Regions from separate parts of the Mus musculus genome. Here regions 1, 3, 4 and 5 are each linked to region 2. A link is a contact called in public promoter capture Hi-C data. All regions are on one chromosome and are shown on one strand. The core of a region is the stretch at or near the end of the contact, and the rest is flanking DNA. Distances in the headings are between cores, read along the strand shown. Region 1 holds the start of Yipf4 (Yip1 domain family, member 4). Region 2 holds the start of Fam98a (family with sequence similarity 98, member A). Region 3 holds the start of Birc6 (baculoviral IAP repeat-containing 6). Region 4 holds the start of Dpy30 (dpy-30, histone methyltransferase complex regulatory subunit). Region 5 holds the start of Spast (spastin).

Region 1 (3,759 bases), core at 394-2,893, 1.1 Mb before region 2:
TGCTCTGAAGAAGCAACGCACTAAGAAGAACAAGGAGGAGGCTGCAGAATATGCTAAACTTTTGGCCAAGAGAATGAAGGAAGCCAAAGAAAAGCGCCAGGAACAGATTGCCAAGAGACGTAGGCTGTCCTCTCTGAGAGCTTCTACTTCTAAGTCTGAGTCCAGTCAAAAATGAGTCTTTAAGAGGAACAAATAAATAATGACCTTGAATCTTAAAAAAAAAAAAAAAAAAAAAAAAACCCCTCACTGGAGAGATGTATTGGAGGGTAGTTATACAAAAGGCTGCCTCTGATGCACAGTGGCAAGCTGTGAAGGCTTGGCCTATATAAATGGTATGGCACATGTACACAGGAAGACTACTCCACCTGTGGTAACAGTGGAAATAAATTGAATTTGGCCGCTGGTGATGACATGGCTGCTGTCGCTGTTAACAAAGCTGGGCTAGGGGAGTACCAGGCTAAGGAATGTGGGTGGCACTCGGTTTACCAACATACACACATATACAGAAGTTTAGAAAAATGAAAAGCAAAATTTAAGATTATAAACATAGACGAGTAACTAGGAAGTTGGTTTAGAGGTTAAGAGCTCTTGCTCTCTTGTAGAGACTTGAGTTTGGGTTCCCAGAACCCGCATTGGGTGTCTGCAGGAACCGCAGTTCTGAAGGATCTGAAGCCCTCTTGTGCCTTCTGCAGGCATCTGCACACACACATACCCTCAAGCACACACGCATAGCCTTTAAAAATAAAAACCGGGCTGGAGAGATGGCTCAGTGGTTAAGAGCACCGAATACTCTTTCAGAGGTCCTGAGTTCAATTCCCAGCAATCACATGGTGGCTCACAACCATCTGTCACGGGATCCAATGCCCTCTTCCTGTGTGTCTGAAGAGAGCAATGGTGGTGTACTCTTGTATAAAATAAATAAATTAATCTTAAAGAAATAATAAAAACGTAGGTGAATTTGCAAACTTTGGGTAGTTTATTAGGGAACAGATGAAATCAGCAGCAGGCAAAAAGCAAGGGCTTCTTTGCCCTAATTTATCCTTTCTGGACTGCTGCCTTCTTCATAAATTAATTTGGCCAGAGTACTTAAACCGTAGGTGGAAATTTACAGCTTTACAATGACCATTCTCCGGCCTCTTAATTTTGTTGATAAGGAGACTAAGCTTTGTCACGACACATAATTTCGTAAACATCCTATATAATTAATATATAGAATTATTGTGGCAGAATCTTGTGGTCGGAAATGAGGGGTTGAAGTCCTAAAACTTAAGTAGTTTGTGTGTGTGTTGTGTGTGTGTGTGTGTGTTGTTTTTTTTTTTTTCCTTTGAAAAAAAAAGGGCCTCACTTTTTTGCCAATGCTGCCTCGGCCTCTCTAGGAGTTCCGGGAATTACAAGCGTGAGCCATCAAACGACTAAGCTCTCAAATTGTGTTAAACAACAACGAAGAAGATATGTTTATAAAAACTCAAACAGGGAAAAAGGTAGACAGAATTATTTAAGTAAACAGCTGATGAGGGCGGAACAGAGATTTCAGAGGCCACTTCCGGTGTTGGAGTGGTTTCCGGAATCAACACAGAAACAGCCAATCAGAATCTTCTCGCGGGAGCCAATAGTCGAGCAGATTACAAACAGCCAATCCCGGCGGCGCTGTCACTGTTATGGTCCTGTCAGGGCCCCGGCGTCGTGGTGCTTGGGTGCTCGCCACCGGCTGGCCTCGGGTGCGACCTGGTCGGCAGCCAGAGGCTGCGCTTAGCTCGCGCGTCCCCTCCCTCGGCCGAGCCCGCGCCTCCTGGCTCGCAGGCCGCCCCTTAGCAGGTCGTCCCGGAGCCCCGGGCCCAGCCGCTCGTCAGCACCGAGGCCGGCGGGATGCAGCCTCCGGGCCCGCCCCCGGCCTATGCGCCTGCCAACGGGGACTTCACCTTTGTGTCTTCGGCGGACGCGGAAGGTGAGGCCGAGGCTGACCTCCGGGGCTCCGGGGCGGGGGGTTGGCAGAGCTGGGGGACTCCGCCCCTGTGCTCCCTGGGCCTTCCCGGAGGCCTCTGGGGACGAGGCAGGGTGCGGGGCGCCGGCGCTGCGGGCTGGGGTCCCCGGGTGTCCTGGTTCACCAGGGAACCCGCCGATCTGGTGGAAGGAGTTCTTTCTGAACTCCGCTCCGCAGTTACTCAAAAGAGTGAGGGATCTAAGGGAGAACAAAGTGGGGCTGTGTGGCTCTGCTATTAATAGGAAAACCTTCCCGACTGAGGTGACTTTTGGCAGGTTATGGAAAACTTACTTGAAAGGAGACGTGCTTTTATTTATTTATTTTTAATTGAACTTGATTTCTTGCCCAGATCCCTGGGTCCACACAGTTTGTAGTGTTTGGTCCCAGTGTTCAAAAAACTGTATTCAGGAGCATTTGAAACTTGAGGAATTCAACTTAGTGTTCCCAACAGTGTCTATAGACTTGGCTTGTACTGTTTGGAGCAAGCGACTGTGCTTGCTTAAAACAAAACAAACAACAACAAAAACAGGGAGAAAAAAAAAAAACAAAAAACGTTTCTACTGTGGGAAATTTCCCCCACCCCTCATTAGTTCAACTCCTTGTAACCTGGTTTTGGATTTTGCTTTTATTTAATCTTATTTACTTACCAGGGACCAGATTTTTGACTGCCCAATATGAAAAAACAAGTTGATTTCGATATAGACATGGAAATACCTGGTGATGAACCCCTTCGACCCCAGCACTTGAAAAGCAGAGGCAGAGAGATACCTGAATTAAAGGCCAGCTTAGACTACACAGTTATCAAGTTCTCTGCCTGCCGGGGTTACATACTGAAACCCTGTCTCAACAAAGTAGAAAAGAAATTTCAGTTTAAAGATGAACGTGAGTTTTCTCAGAAATCTGATTTCTTTCTTTCTTTTTTTTTTTTTTTGTCTTTTCGAGACAGGGTTTCTCTGTGTAGCCCTGGCTGTCCTGGAACTCACTTTGTAGACCAGGCTGGCCTCGAACTCAGAGATCCACCTGCCTCTGCCTCCCGAGTGCTGGGATCAAAGGCGTGCGCCACCATGCCCGGCTAGAAATCTGATTTCTATAAATATGATTTGTTTCTTTCTTAGTTTTTTTTTTTAACTCTTTCTTTGGTTTTTGTATTTTTTTTTTCATTTTTTAAAAATGAGACAGGGTCTCACCATGTAACTCTGTTTGGCTTAGAACTTTATGTAGACAAGGTAACCTCTGTCTCCCTACTTCAGGGATTAAAGGCATATACTACCTCATACAGCTCAGCCCCGATTTTAAATTTTAGTCTGAGACAGTCACACTAAGTTACTCAGGCTGGCCTTGAACTCAGCATGTGACCTAATATTGCCCTGAACATGCTCTCTTTCCTCAGCCTCCGGAATAACTAGATGTCCATAGTTTATGTCAGACAAATAGATAATGTCGTATCTGGTTTATGTTTGCAGGCCAGCAGAATTAACATTACCTGGCACATATCTAGATATAATCTCCCTTAATGTGGATTTATATGTTATCAGGGTCCCTGGGTAATTCATAAACACATTAATATTTTTAGAAGCTCTGGCTTAGAATTTCATAAAAGATTAAAAGAGAAGAAAAAAATAATTCCTAACTATATCAGAGACAGCCAGGCAAGGTGGATCACATCTGTAATCCTTTCTCTTGGGAGGCTGCGACAGGGGGACTAACAGCAGTTAAAGACCAGCCTGGACTAAAGTGAGACCTTGTCTCAGACAAAACAGCAACAAAATCAGGAAAAT
Region 2 (3,520 bases), core at 509-3,008:
ACGTGAACTTATACCCTGAGGAAAACCCCACACTGGCACAGAGCAAGTGTCCCTTAAAAAATGTTTACTGGCCGGGTGTGGTGGCGCACACCTTTAATCCCAGCACTCGGGAGGCAGAGGCAGGCGGATTTCTGAGTTCGAGGCCAGCCTGGTCTACAGAGTGAGTTCCAGGACAGCCAGGACTATACAGAGAAACCTTGTCTCGAAAAACAAAACACACACACACACACACACACAAAAAAAATGTTTACTGAGTAAGCGAATCATCTTTAGACACCCGTTGAAAAGCACCCGTTCCACAGAATAAGGCTTACGTGTGGCCCATTGCAAGAACTAAGTTGGCCAAGTCTGGGCTATGCACAAAATGTGATTCAAAGAAATGACCACAGCGGCTGATGTTCACAGCGATGGTTAGTAAGCTTCCTTTATGGTCAGTACCTACTAGGACACCAAGCTAGTCACATGGGTTGCGCTTTGGCTACCTCAAAGGTGTCCTTCCCTAAAGAAAGGTGTCCCTTAAGAATTTCCATGGCATGGAAAAGCCTAAAGTTAAGCTTTGATTAAGGATTATAGTTAAAAATACAACAATCGGCAGGGCATGGGGGCTCACTCCTTTAATCATAGCTCTCAGGTGCCAGAGGCAGGAGGACCTCGGTGCGTCATTTCTTCTACGCTGATTTTATCCTGAAATAGTTATTCGCAGGCAAATACTTAATCATGCAGGGCTTTTTTTTTTTTTTTTTTTTTTTTTTTTTTTTTTTTTTTTTGCCTAAGAGCCTCTAGGTTCTCAAGTTTAAGCACCTTGATCTGGGTGACCAAACAAGATAAATAAGCCTTATTTCCAAATTCCTAAACACTGAAGACTATGACTGAGAGTCAAGATGCAAATATGCTGATTCTTGGTGGGTGAGGATGACCCTGGAATGCTGGAGTTCAGCGAGGCTGTGCTGGAGGTCTGAAGTCACTGACTGTCATTTCCAAAGCAGGTGGTTGAAAGGTTAGGTGCACAGCTGAGCGGGCTTGAGAGCAGCCGGCTGCATCGCCCAGACGTGCGCTTTGGGAAGCCTAGGTGCATGCAGAGATGACTGAGCAAAGATGATTTTTTTTTTTTTTTGAGAGAGAGAGAGACAGAGAAGTAGGGTGGGGGGTAGAAGCTCAAGAAAGAAGTAGGGAATCTTGGGGCCAAGTAGGAAAGCAGATACAACTTTGGCAAACCATAAAGTGGGGGTAGGGTGGGAGGACGGGAGGCAAGAAGAGAAAGCTTGGGGAGTGGGGGGGTGGTGAGAACCGGAGCCCAGACAATGACACGCATGACTGAGACACGCTGCGGGTAGCTGGGCTGTAGGGGAGCACCGGGGAGGACGAGGGCCGTCGGAGCCCAGTGGGCAGGGTAGGTGTGGACGTGGCACCGGGGGTCCCTGGGCCAGCAGCGGGAAGCTCCGGCGGGAGTCGGGTGCGGAGTGGCAAGGCAGGTGGCTCCGACCGGGCGCCCGAGGAGTTGCCGGGGCTCTAGCAGAGTGGACTTTCAGAAACTCATGCCCCCGCCGTCTTACCCTAGATCTTCCAACGACTCCAAGATGTCAGTCTCCATGAGGTCACACTCCATGCTACTGTGGTATTCAAATTTCCGAGTCGTCAGGCTGCCCTCTCGCCGGCAACGCGTACCCTAGCGCATGCGCTCCTTCCCCGGAACTTCCAAGTCGACAGCTGGCGCCTCAGTCCCCGTATTGCGCATGCCCCGAGCGTGCGCAAGCAGTTTGGTTCCGCCCACTGCCCCCACCTCACCGGCCGAGGAAAAAAAAATGGCCGGGTGTGCGCGTGCCCAGTATGGGGTAGTGAAGCTAGCTGCCCTAAGAAGGGCAGGAAGGCAGGTGGCGTGGCACCGAGGCTGGGAGACTCAGAGACTCAGCCAGGGGGCGCGGAGCTCTTGGAATGCGCATGTGCACAGCTTGGGGCGAGGCAGGCGCGGGAGGAGCAGAAGCAGGATCCAGCCTGGGATTGTAGAGTGACAGCTGTGGTATTGAAGATGCGTGTCCTCCTTTCACCTGCGAGTCACCACAGAAGGGCAAATTTGTGCGTTCCCAGCCACAGCCCAGGGCGGGGTTAGACGGGTCAAAAACAATGAAAGCCAGGAAAATGCCATTTGATTTTTCTTCAGTGTAGCCTCTGGAGTCCACGGTTAGAGAAGTGGCTTTCCTCAGTATGGATGCTTCAGAAAGTTTCTCCAGGGAAAGTTTTTTTTTTTTTTTTTGTCCCTGTCCTCTTGAGTCTGCCCCAGACACCACGCATTTTGTTTTAACGGGAAAGGGCATAACTCCATATCGAATACAATAGGGTATATTTGATTACATGCAGTTTAGACAATGGATCAACTTTTTGTCTCCGTTGACTTTTTTTTTTTTTTTTTTAATACAGGGTTTTATAGAGCCATGGATGGCCTGGAACTCACTATGCAGACCAGGCTGGCTGTGAACTCACAGAGCTCCACCTACCTTTGCCTTCCCAGTGCTGAGATTAAAGGCATCTGCTACCATGCTCAGTGTTGTCATTACTTTTGGCCACCCATGCTTGGGTGTAGCTTTCTATTATGAAAGAACTGTTGAATAAGGAGGAAATCGTTTTCAAAGAGATGATGTAGTTAGAAAATCATATTTATCTATGAATTGCCATGTTGTTATATTGTGTAGTCATTTGGTTTTAAACTTATTCTTACGTTTTATTTTGTAGTTTCCACTTTCATGTCTAATGGATAAGCATTCTCTGTCAGTAGTAATTCATGGTTTAGTTATTTATTTTGTGTAACATGGGTTGGGAGAAGGTTATGCACTAACTGTTCTAGTGACTATCCTCTTGACCCATGAGCGACCTGGCTTCTCCAAGAAAGCTCCCCTAAAGTTAAATATTCTTCAAGGTGTATTCATTGATTCTAATTTCCTGATTGGGAAAAGTTGCAAATCCAGAGCCAAGGTTCTGTCAGACTGTCATTAGTCCCCTTAAGAGCCCACCCTGGCCCATCCTGTGTGACCTAACCTCATTTTGGCTATCAGGTAAAACTTTTGGGATGTGTAAACATCCAAATTAGCTTCTGCCTACTCAAAGCCACAAGTGTCATCAGATAACAGCTAAGTTCTCTCCACATCACTGTAAACTTCTCACCTGCTGTCCCCACCAATATATCTGAAGAAATAATCCCTTGACTTATGAGTTGGTATTGTGTAACTATACAGACAGTGGAACCAGTTCTGTGTTGGCACATGTTATGTGGGGCAGTCTGAGTCTGTACCTGGGTCATGGTCACTCATATTTGGATCAAGAAAAAAAAGTATTTTGCATCAACATATTATTGTATAGGGTTATAATGCTGTATGAACATTGTTTGCATTATATAGATGAGCAACCTGAAGCACCGTGTCTTTCTGATCCTTAGCATTCGTAAACAATTAGTGCATTCTGAAACTTGAGTGTATTTGCATCCATACACTTACTTGATTGTTCAGACAAGGATTAAAAGCAGAATGGG
Region 3 (3,436 bases), core at 322-2,821, 1.0 Mb before region 2:
TGTTTCGAAAGACCAAAAAAAGGATACTCATTTCTTGAGTAGTGGTATAGGGCAGTCCTAGCCTGAACAACTTCGGTCCTTTAAATAAAGACGTATTTTGAGAGGGAAGCTTGTGTAAGCAGCATGGGGTTCCAAACCAACTGCTGAATTCAACCTCTAGCTTCTGGTAGCAACAGCCTCCAAGTGCTGGGATGAAAGGCGTGGGCCACCATCACCAGGCACCAAACAATTTTTTATTGCCTCAAGTTTTTTTTTTTTGGAAAGGATCTTGTTAAATAGCGCAGGCTTGCCCAGAATTCTTAGCATTACTGTTTCAGACTGGGATTCTAGGTATGCGAGACCACACCCAGGCACCGCTACACTGTAACTACAAGTGACTGACTGACAAGTAACTGTTTCAACATAAAGTTTAAGAAAGATGTTCTTTCAAATCTAACGAAGGAGGATACTCCACTGTTACAGCAAATCTCTCCAACCCAATTATGCTCTGGCAATGAAAACACGACACAATTAGTATGAATACATGCTGTGCGCCTAGATTGGGCAGATCTACAACCACTACACTACCATCTTCCACATCTATGAGACCACTTAGAACTTGCGTTTTCTCCAGGCCATGTTCTTCTGTTCTGCTTTTCTTCTTCCTCCTCCTCTGCCTTCTCTGTCTCAAACCTCCTTCCTTTCTTTCCACTCCACTTTCCCTTTCTCTGCCCAATCATCAGCTTTCCTTTATTTTACAAATTAAGGTGGGAAGGTTTACAAGAAATCACCTAAGTGCTGACTCATTCCTTGTTCACAACTCCTCACAGGAGAACAGAATTGACATCAAATATAATTAGCCCCAGGGCAATCCACAACACCCCACCAAAAATCATGTAAATCCTTTGCAATGAGCTACACTAGGCTGACCTGTAATGTGTCCAGCACCTCATTAATGAGCATGTCTGTTTATTAAAAGATTTGGAACTATCGCTTCTCAGTCTTCTAAGATCAAGTGTAAAAAAAATCTGAAACTAGGGCAGGCGTCGTAAAAAAAAAATCAGGTTCAGTTCCAATGAAGAGGCTTGTCAGAGTGTGCAATGATAGAGGCCTACTTCCGGATCTCGCCTCCACCCCGCAACGCCCTCCTCCTCTGCCCCGTGCTGGGAACCGCTGGGAATCAGCCGCCCTGGCCACGAAGGGGCCTCTGGGCGTACCAGACAAGTCGCGCGGGCTCGGGTTTGCCTAGCGGAAATGCACAGGGCCCAGCACCACCCTCCCTGCCACGCGCAGGGCGGAACTCCCGCCGATACCACTCCCGGGGCTCGAAGGAAGAAACTGGGACGTTGAGGACGCAGGGCTGGCTGGAGCAGCAGCGCGTGGCACGCGCCTAGTCCTACCACGCATGCTCCGCGCTTGAAAAAAAAAAGTTTCAGCCCCGCCCCCTTCTTCTTCTGAGGCCCGCCTACCGGGCCCTGGGAGCTCTTCTGCGCATGCTTACTAGGCCAGGTCCCGCCCCTGCCCCGCCTTTTCTGTGCCTTCGGAAGTTCCTTATTAGCTTCCCTCTGCTCTGGCTAGATCGGCACTCCCGCGCATGCTCCACCCCCTGGGCTCCGGCCCCTCCTTTGGTGCGGCCCTCTCTCCCCTCCCCCGCCAGCCTGCGAGCTCGCTTGGCCTGGCCGGCCTGGCGGGCGACGTTCCCTGTGCGTGCAGGCGCTTGACTTCACTTCCGGCTAACGCGCTCCGCTTTGCCCCCTGGCCCCGGATGGTGACTGGCTGTGGTGCTGCACCTCCCGGGACTGTCACTGAGCGGCTTCCCAGTGTGATTGTGCTGAGCGCAGGCCGGAAGATGGCGGCTGCGGCTGCGGAGGCCTCGGGCCCGAGCTGCTCCTCCGCGGCGGCGGCGGCAGGGGCGGGGGCGGCCGGGGTCTCCGAGTGGCTGGTGCTGCGGGATGGCTGCATGCGCTGCGACGCCGACGGGCTGCACAGCCTCTCCTACCACCCGGCGCTTAACGCCATCCTGGCCGTCACCAGCCGCGGGACCATCAAAGTCATCGACGGCACGTCCGGGGCCACCCTTCAGGCCTCGGCGCTCAGCGGTGAGCGCGGCACGCCGGGCGGGGGCTGGGCTGGGCCGGCCGCGGGCGGAGACGGGTTGTGGGGATGCTGGTGGAGGAAGCCTCCCAGCCTCCGGGATCGGGATCGGCCTCGGAGGGACAGCGTGGAGCGGGAGGGTCGGAGAGGCCCGGAAGCTACGGCCGAGGACCTTCGGACTCGGAAAGCAGCAGCTTTTGGGGACGGGAACTCGGTTTGGCGGGGTGCGCTGCGAGTTGCTTTTCGGGCCTTTTGCATCTGAACCGGCCTGGTCCTGTGGGAGAGATGTGGAGGCCTTGGAGGTCGGTGCTGGTGAGGACCGGGCCCTCGCTGGCCTCTTGGACGAGATTTTGGGCTAGCTCCGGGCTGGACCAGAGGGAAGGGCTGGCAGTCTTGGCGGTGGCGGGAGAGATGGGTGGCCGGAGGCAAGGGGCGGGAAGCGTCCAAGCCGGCTGTCTTGCCCTCTTTTCCCGGCGAGTAGCGGCCCGCCGGTTGTCGTCTGGTCCTGTAGGTGCGGGGACCTCCGAGGGTTGCGCTTTCGCACAGGGGGCGGGCTGGAGTGGGCACTGGGATGGGGAGGTCAGTAGGAGAGGGAAGGCCAGCTGCCTGAACTGTGCTTGCTGGACTATGGGACTCGCAGAGTGCAAAAAAAAAAAAAAAAAAAAAAAAGAAAAAAAAAAGGTTAGTATCGGTCCTCTAGCTCTGAGTGCTCCCTCCTTCCAGTGTCAAGAAGCCTAGGCCCCTTGTAATTAGGTGGAACTTCAAGCCCTTTCAACTTGTTTTAGCATAGAGAGCTAGAGATTGGTAGTTGTAAGTATGTCTGGGTCTCCTCCACCTTGGAAGGAGAGCACTTGGGTGGTGGAGACGTTGGTTCACATATTGGACTTTCAGGATGTACCAGGTCAAAGCTCGTTCAGTGGACATACTGGAGTGTTTTGGGATAGCCCTAGCTAAGTTATTTGCTGAGATGACATTTCATTTGTGGATGAATGGTGTCTTAATTTTGGCGTTAAAGGTTAAAATTTAGAATTTGATGTATTAGTGGGTTTTAAACTCATGCACAGAGATAAATTGTATCGAAGTGCACTTAGCCAAATGGAAGTAATTATGTGTTCTACCAATTCACCTTGTGTTATTTTACACAGACATACACGAATAAGTTTACTGTGTGAGTAATGTCATAAGATTAAATGGCAGTATAGGAATACAAAGATGAAATTAGAGATGTTAATTTTTGTTGACTTATGAAAGAACTGGTTATGTATAGTTACAGCATGTAAACCTGTAATATATTTAAGAGATGCCTAAGAGAAAGTTTTTGGTGGTGGTAGGCTTGTAAATTTCCCTTTTCTTGGCTTAGGTA
Region 4 (3,789 bases), core at 854-3,353, 1.2 Mb before region 2:
AGCAGTTAGAAGCACTGACTGCTCTTGCAGAAGACCAGCGCTTGGTTCCCACCACCCGCGGGGTAGTTCACCAATTGTCTCAAACTCCAATTCCAGGGAGGATCTGGCACACTCTTCTGGCCTCTGTGGGCACCAGGCAGGCACATGGGGCACACATACGGATGCAGGCACAATAACCAAGCACATAAAATGAATTTCAAAAGCCTAAGAAATATAAATAAGAATATAGACAGCCAAAGCTGGAGTTGGGGGAGGGGGTGTGTGTGTGGTTAAGAACACCAGTATAGCAGCAGGAGAGTGCTTGAAGTCAGCCTGGTCTACAGAGTAAGTTCTAGGACATCCAGGGCTACATAGAAAAACCCTGTCTCAGAGAGAGAGAGAGAGAAAGAGAAAGAGAGAGAGAGAGAGAGAGAGAGAGAGAGAGAGATCCTCATTCAATCCCCAGCATACATGGTAGCTCACAACTGTCTGTAGCTCAAGTTCCGGCCTTCTGATGTACATATATACCCAGGCAGAACACCCATAAAGCAGTAAAAAGAAATATATAAACCGGGTTCGGTGCACACACCTTTACTCCCAACACCAAGAGGTGGAGGCTGGTGAATCTCGGTAAATTCAAGGCCAGCATGATCTACATAGTGAGTTCCAGGACAGCCAGAGCTAATGACACCCTATCTCAGGGGGAAAAAAATAGAAAAAATAAAAAAATATATATACATACATATAAACACACAAACACAGAGAGGAGGGAGGGAGGGAGAGAGAGACAGAAAAAGAGACAGAGAGAAGCAAAGAGAGACAGAGAGAGATCACACAAATATAAATACAATGCAATCCTTTTGTAAGAGTCAGTTCTAGGTCAGGCAGGACTGCTCAGTGTGTAAGGAGCTTGCTACCCCCACATCTAACCTGAGTTCCATCTCCAGAACCCACCTAAGGGTGGAAGCAAAAAACCTACTCTGTAAGGGTGCCCTCTGATCTCCACACACTAGTGCACATGCATGAGCGAGCGTGTGCATGCGCGCACACACCCACAAGTAATAATAATAATAATAATAATAAAATAAAAAAGAAAACATGTCTAAGCTTACTTTCCGCTGACCTTGAACAAGTTACTCAACTTTAAGCATTCTGGAGCTGAAGATACATTCAAATTAGCCTGGTATATATCTCACAAACAGCAAAGTGTTGAATAAATTCTAACACCTGTTTGTACAACTTCTTGGAAACGTGGTCCTGCCCTTTTTTTTTTTTTTTTTTTTTTAAACCAGAACTTAATCCCTCGAGTCTCCCATTCACACACAAATTTTCTCCGGGAAGCCTCCATTTTCCTAACCAAACCTTCCCAGCTCTGGTTCCGGGATCATCTAATCTTTCATTTACAAAGTACCTTTATTTTTAGCCAAGTATTAGCATGCTAGTAAAAAGAAGCCACTTATAATCTGATACTACGGAGAGATCGCGGCAGCAAAGAGTTCCCTCGTGCAGAGTAGCCTAGTAAACCGATCCTAAGTTTTCTCCAGCTCTCAAGAGACCCATAGATGCATGCGGCAGAGAAACTGAGCGAGTTACCTCAACGCTGTCTGTGAGCCCGTACTCAGAGTGAGGGTTTTCTGCAACCTAGAAAACAAAATACAGTCACAGAGAGAGACATCCGCCCGTCCCGCGCTGCCTCCCCGCACACCGCCACCCTGAACCCAGGGCCTCCTGGTACCTGTGTCTGTCCCTCCAGCATCTGCTCCGACTCCATGGCGGACCCTGCAAACCGCAATCAACCGGATACCAGTCTTGCAAAACAAGAAGAGCCGCGAGTTAGTTACCCGGGAGATTTCAAGTGGAAGACGCCAGGACCCGGTGCGGTGCAGCCCAGCCCGGGACCCCGCCCCTCACCCCCGCGGGCAGCAGACGCGCGGGCTGGGTCGGGCCACCGACTGGCCGTCCTCGTCGCATCGCGAGGCTCGGAGGTCGTCCCAAGGATGTAGCGGTGGGAGGAGGAGGACAGGGAAGCTGATTACCCGCGCCAAGGCTGTCGGTTCCTAAGTGCCCTGCACGGCGCCACCGACTCACAGCGCGAACCGCTTCGGCCGTAAGTGAGGGACGTCGCGCTGCCGCCGCGCCTGCGCAGAGCGGCCCCGCGGGCAGAAGTGCCCGAGCCCGCCTAAGTGGGCCTACGCCTCTGCGGTGCGCGGGGTGCCTGGCCACCTGCCGGCTCCACCCTGCCGTAGATCTTTCTCCTTTAGACAGTCCTTCGTGGCACCTGGAAGTGACGGTCCCCGAGGAACCGAGGCCACTCACTTGCTGAGCGATTCTTGCTCAGGCTTTACTAGGGGCTAGAGGGCATCCAGCGGTTGATTACTTGGCTAATCTTACAGGCGACTTAGGTTTGGTCTCCACCGCCCACATGGTGGCTCACAACTATCCCTAACTCCGGTTCCGGGGAGCTGACTCTCTCTTTTTATCTACGCAGGCACGAGGCACGCGTGTGCTCCGCGCACATTCAGGCAAAACACGCATATATACGTATACATACACACATATATAATTTTTTTAAGGCCAAAGGGAAACAAGGAGGAGTGTTTGGGAATTCTTGGGCGGCTTTTATTCAAGCCCTGCAGTCTATGAGGATACCACGTTCACACTATTCTACATTTATGTCTAGATTAGTTTTTTTTTTTTTTTTTAATTACTTTCCAGGGATAAGGAGTTCAGCTCATGGTCGAGCGCTTTCCTGGGATAACCAAGGATCTTGGTTCAATTTCTACAGAAGAAATGGCTTTCCAGACTGTAGTATTATGGATTCCAACCTGGGTTGTGTTTGCTTGTTTTTACATTTTAAAGCCAGGTGTCTGAAATCCCAGCATTTGGCTGACTGAGGTAAAGAGGGTCAAACGCCAGCCAGAGCTTCCTGAACGGGAGTTCCAGGAGAGCCTGCTTTCCTGTAATTATTGTAACTGTTGATGGATTAGGATTTCAAGGGTATGGAGAGGTTGGAATGCTGCAAATCTAGAGACACTAGTTAGTTGTCTTGAACCTAGTTAGCTCCCTAAATAGCCTTTAATACCCACCTCTGTCAGGGACCTAACTTCTTTACTAATACTTCTTACTAGTGAGTTTCTTGGAATGTTCAGACTCCTAGCTAACACCAAAATGTTTCCAAAAAGCCTTCAGTTGGCAGGGCAGTGGTGCTGCATGCCTTTAATCCCAGCATTTGGGAGGCAGAGGCAGGTGGATTTCTGAGTTAGAGGCCAGCCTGGTCTACAGAGTGAGTTCCAGGACAGCCAGGGATACACAGAGAAACCCTGTCTCAAGAAAAAGAAGGAGAGGGGGAGGGGGAGAAGAAGAAAAGAAGAAGAAGAAGAAGAAGAAGAAGAAGAAGAAGAAGAAGAAGAAGCCTTCAGCTGTCCCTACAATGATTATAGCTAAGATTTCCAGACTTTCCTACAACCCACACACCTAATGTACTTGAAAAGAGCTTTTGTGCTTGGTGTGGTGGTGAGAAAAGAGATGGTTTAGTCACTTTAAAAACAAAAACAAAAACAAAAACTTACTGCTCTTCCAGAGTTCAGTTCCCAGGCACACACCAGAAGTCCAACAACCACCCAGAACTCCCGAGATCTGACACCGTCTTCTGGCCTCTGTGAGCACTTGAACTCACTTGCACTTACACAGAAATGTGGTATATATACGAATACATAACTAAAAATAAACCTTAAAATGTACAATCTGCTTCCTACCTACAAGTTATAGATGTTAAGTAATAGCTTTGGGTTTTGAGAAACTAAGCTCTGC
Region 5 (3,739 bases), core at 228-2,727, 1.2 Mb before region 2:
GCAGAATGCAGGGATTCTCCTATGCGCTCACAGGGGATCTGTATGCCTCACACTGGAAACAATAGAGACTTTGTGTTAGTAGTCACTCATTTAGGCAACAAGAAATAATTGTGGCAAACTGAAATGAGAGGGGGTGGTTTTGTTTGTTTGTTTTTAAAGACAGGGATGAGGGGAGGGGGATGGGCGAGGGAGGGAGAAAGAGGAAAGACTGAATAGTTTATTGGATAGGCAATATAGTCTAGGAATCCAAAAACTCTGGGAATACAGATGGCATCGACTGGCTCTTAGAGCTTTTGATTTCAACTAACTTCTATTTCCAGATGCCAGTTCGCAGGAGTCTGACTGGCCCACGGTTTGTTTTCCTCTATGTGATCCAGGATCTGTAGAACAACTGCTGATCATTAGAATATGGGAAATATTGAGTAGATAGATAGTCTACCAAAGGAAGAAATGGTGAAGACATATACACACATCCACGTGCACACACAGATAGTATGGATTCTACCAAGTATGGTAACTAGGCAAAACCCAAGAATGACTGCATTCACATAACTAATCCTGAGATAACACAAACGTGTAATAGGTTAGTTGAAAGTAGGGTTCGTGGTCCTCGTGGTAATAAAGTTTTCCCTTTAGGATGTCTTGAACTTTGTCTCTGCAACTTGTTTCCCTCTCAGCTAACATACCCAAATTGCTACACACTGCCTCTGATACGAAACTCAGATCAGCCATCCTTTGCAAAAGACCTATTGGCTCAACCAGCAGAAAACAAAGATATATAAAGCAATAGGAGTGATGATGCACACCTGTAATCCTAGTTTTGGGGAGACGGAGGCAGAAAGATCAGGAGTTGAAGGCCTCCTTCCTCAGCTACAAGAGGAGTTGGAGGTCAGCATCTCACACAAAGGCAAACAACCGCACTGCGAGACAGCAGACCTGAGCACTAGTAAAGCCACTCAAACGCTGTTAACCCCCATTTAAAAATTTATTATCAAAGCTCCCTATTCCGATTCTTCAAAAGTCGAAGAACCTGCGGAGCGACGAACCCCTGGGACCATCGCAAGCCGAACCGCGCCTACAGAACTGAGGTTCCCAGAGAAAGGGGCATAGCAGGGGCGTGGGGGGTAGGAGGATGCCGCACATGCGCACAAGCTCCCAGGTCAACAAAGACGGCGGCGTACGCGCGCGCACCAGAGCCATTCACCGAGGACGTGCGCGTGCCCGGCCGCCGCAGCGAGGTGCCAGCGGCCCAGGGGACAGAAGGAAAGGAGGGGCAGGAGCCACCGGCCGCGGCGGGAGGAGGAGGAGGAGGAGGAGGAGACGGGGTTGTGCTCCTGGGCAGCTGAGGAGCGAGGGGCGGGGCCGGCGAGCGGCGCGTGCAGGTGCCAGGCTCCCGGGCTCCGGCTGGCGCGCGAGCGGCTCCGTGGGCCCCCGCCGCCGCAGTGGCAGTGGCCGCCGCCGCCGCCGCTTGGTCGCCGTCGGTCTGCGGGAAGCGGGTTATGGCGGCGGCGGCAGTGGGAGCTGTGAATGAGTTCTCCGGCCGGACGACGGAAGAAGAAAGGCTCGGGCGGCGCGAGCCCGGCGCCCGCCAGGCCTCCGCCCCCCGCCGCGGTCCCCGCCCCTGCCGCCGGCCCGGCCCCTGCGGCCGGCTCGCCGCCTAAGCGGAACCCGTCTTCTTTCTCGTCCCCGCTGGTCGTCGGCTTCGCCCTGCTGCGCCTGCTGGCCTGCCACCTGGGGCTCCTCTTCGCGTGGCTCTGCCAGCGCTTCTCCCGCGCCCTCATGGCCGCCAAGAGGAGCTCCGGGACCGCGCCGGCGCCCGCCTCGCCCTCGCCCCCAGAGCCCGGACCGGGTGGCGAGGCCGAGAGCGTCCGCGTCTTCCACAAGCAGGCCTTCGAGTACATCTCCATTGCCCTGCGCATCGACGAGGAAGAGAAAGGTACTACTGGGGGGCTGGAGGGAGGCCGGCGGGCTGGCCGGGGCGGGCGGCCCTGGGAGGACGCCACTTGCGTCCCTTTCCTGCACCCCCGGAGTTGATCTGCCTCGGGAGTCCGAGTCCCCACAGGCCAGATCCTGCTGTGCGACGCCTAGTTAGTTGATCCTCACCCCTTTCAGGGCGCCCTGACTCGACTTTGTTTCAGCACCCCCACACTTGTGCATGACCCAAGTCCCCGTGAGACACCCAGGCGTGCTGGTGACAGTGACAGTTGGCCTAGAGTGACCGACCACACGGGATTCTTTCTAACACTGTAAACAGTGTTGCTTTCTCTGAGCTGGGCTTCCAAAAGGTTTTGGTATCGAAACAGCTGTGTATAAACTTCATTGAGAAGGGTTCTGTAGTGTTTGGAGAGGAAAAAAAAAAGGGGGGGGTTGACTTGGATTTGAAAGGAGTAGTAGCTCCTTATACTTAGAGCCGGATTTGCCATATTCTGAAGTTTCATGAATTATTTTTACCAATATAGTGAGTCTTGAAGATTTCTTTTTTATTGAGCTGTATTTCAACCGCTAGTTGCTTTAGTTTTTACTATTTTGTTATTTTTATTTTATTCCAAGGCACTCTCGAGTTTCTAAATTTTAATGTTAAAAATATTAAATGAATGAGTTGGGTAAACAGGCATATATCATTCTACCATAGAAGATAAAACAAACGCTCCTGCCTCGCAGTGAAGGCAGGAATACTGCATACTTCAGGTTTCCTTCAAGCAACATCTTTTCTTCGCCTTTCTGTGTGGCAGGCATTGTCAATTCATTTTGCATGTGTCTTTGATCCTCACAATAATTCTGAGGTCAGAGTACTATCAGTACAGGTCTTTTACAGATGAAATTACTACTTACAAGATGGAAACAGGTGACCCCAAATCTATGCTAATCGTTAATTGAAAACTTGTGTGGGAAATGCTAAGTGGGGTTTAGAAAGCCTTATGTCTCTTATTGTCACCCACAGTAGCAGACACAGGAGAAGAGTAGTTTGTGCTTGTGAGAGCAAGCTTTTTGTGCTTAGCTCTTCAGTACTTTTTGGGAGCATAGAGTGATCACTTGGGGAGGATGGAGAAGGCAGTCCTCCTTTCATCCCTGAGATGAGCCCAGATCCCTTAGGGGTTTGTGGATGTAGTTCAGTGATACTGTGTGCTAGGAGGCTTCAGAGCTTGGGTTTCCTTCTTAGTGTCTTGGAAACAAAGCTAACAAACAAGCATTTAAAAAATTAGTTACATCCATTTTCTGTTACAAAAGAAATAAAGCTGGAGTCAGTGGTGGTGGCGGAGCGCGCTTTTAATCCCAGCACTCAGGAGGCAGAGGCAGGCGGAGCTCTGTGAGTTTGAGGGCAGCCTAGTCTACAGAGCGTTCCAGGACAGCCAGGGCTACACAGAGAAAGCCTGTCTTGAAAAACTAAAAAAAAAAAAGTACAGAAATAAAGCTGGGGTGGGGAGTAGTGGCAAAGACAAGCTGTAACCTTAGCCCTCGGGACAGTGAAGACTGCTGCCGTAGGCGACATAGCAAGACCTCATTTCAAAACAAAGCAAAAAGTAAATGGAATCTATATTTTCATGGTTCTCTTCTAGCCTAAAGTTTTTCCCCTTAGCATATGAGAAAATTTTGTCGCCTAGTTTTAATTCCATAATTGAAAAAGAGTTCACATTTGAAGTCTGTCAGCCTTTCGGCTACATTTCACAACTCGGAGCTTACTTCCAAGGGAAGTTAGTTTTCTTTCCACTGCATACAAATCTGTGAACAGACAGACTGA

What was found. Promoter capture Hi-C pulls out the DNA fragments that hold promoters and counts their contacts.
Region 1: a promoter capture Hi-C map of pre-B cells shows a contact between it and region 2, with 4 times the contacts expected there. The contact joins the promoter of Yipf4 here to the promoter of Fam98a in region 2. A contact is called at or near these places in 3 of 39 promoter capture datasets (hippocampal neurons, liver and pre-B cells), 1 of 484 Hi-C or Micro-C datasets (muscle stem cells) and 1 of 115 datasets of contacts at active chromatin or transcription factors (astrocytes).
Region 3: a promoter capture Hi-C map of pre-B cells shows a contact between it and region 2, with 4 times the contacts expected there. The contact joins the promoter of Birc6 here to the promoter of Fam98a in region 2. A contact is called at or near these places in 1 of 39 promoter capture datasets (pre-B cells), 2 of 484 Hi-C or Micro-C datasets (muscle stem cells and uterus), 1 of 115 datasets of contacts at active chromatin or transcription factors (astrocytes) and 1 of 9 other capture datasets (adipose tissue).
Region 4: a promoter capture Hi-C map of pre-B cells shows a contact between it and region 2, with 5 times the contacts expected there. The contact joins the promoter of Dpy30 here to the promoter of Fam98a in region 2. A contact is called at or near these places in 2 of 39 promoter capture datasets (the HPC-7 cell line and pre-B cells) and 2 of 484 Hi-C or Micro-C datasets (B cells and CD4 T cells).
Region 5: a promoter capture Hi-C map of pre-B cells shows a contact between it and region 2, with 6 times the contacts expected there. The contact joins the promoter of Spast here to the promoter of Fam98a in region 2. A contact is called at or near these places in 2 of 39 promoter capture datasets (embryonic stem cells and pre-B cells) and 1 of 115 datasets of contacts at active chromatin or transcription factors (astrocytes).

What each region holds. Positions count from the first base shown.
Region 1 is chr17:74,487,850-74,491,608 of GRCm38.p6, forward strand. Yipf4 (Yip1 domain family, member 4) reads left to right here and starts at 1,644. Exons shown (of 6, transcript NM_026417.4): 1 at 1,644-1,945. The coding sequence starts at 1,867. It also overlaps the pseudogene Gm6476.
Region 2 is chr17:75,550,188-75,553,707 of GRCm38.p6, forward strand. Fam98a (family with sequence similarity 98, member A) reads right to left here and starts at 1,759. Exons shown (of 8, transcript NM_133747.2): 1 at 1,554-1,759. The coding sequence starts at 1,606.
Region 3 is chr17:74,526,724-74,530,159 of GRCm38.p6, forward strand. Birc6 (baculoviral IAP repeat-containing 6) reads left to right here and starts at 1,572. Exons shown (of 73, transcript NM_007566.3): 1 at 1,572-2,078. The coding sequence starts at 1,745. Gm31645 (a long non-coding RNA gene) reads right to left here and starts at 1,477. Exons shown (of 3, transcript XR_385765.4): 1 at 910-1,477.
Region 4 is chr17:74,314,330-74,318,118 of GRCm38.p6, forward strand. It overlaps Dpy30 (dpy-30, histone methyltransferase complex regulatory subunit), which reads right to left and starts at 2,104. Exons shown (of 5, transcript NM_001146223.1): 1 at 2,016-2,104; 2 at 1,715-1,787; 3 at 1,573-1,620. The coding sequence starts at 1,750.
Region 5 is chr17:74,337,510-74,341,248 of GRCm38.p6, forward strand. Spast (spastin) reads left to right here and starts at 1,478. Exons shown (of 17, transcript NM_001162870.1): 1 at 1,478-1,936. The coding sequence starts at 1,528.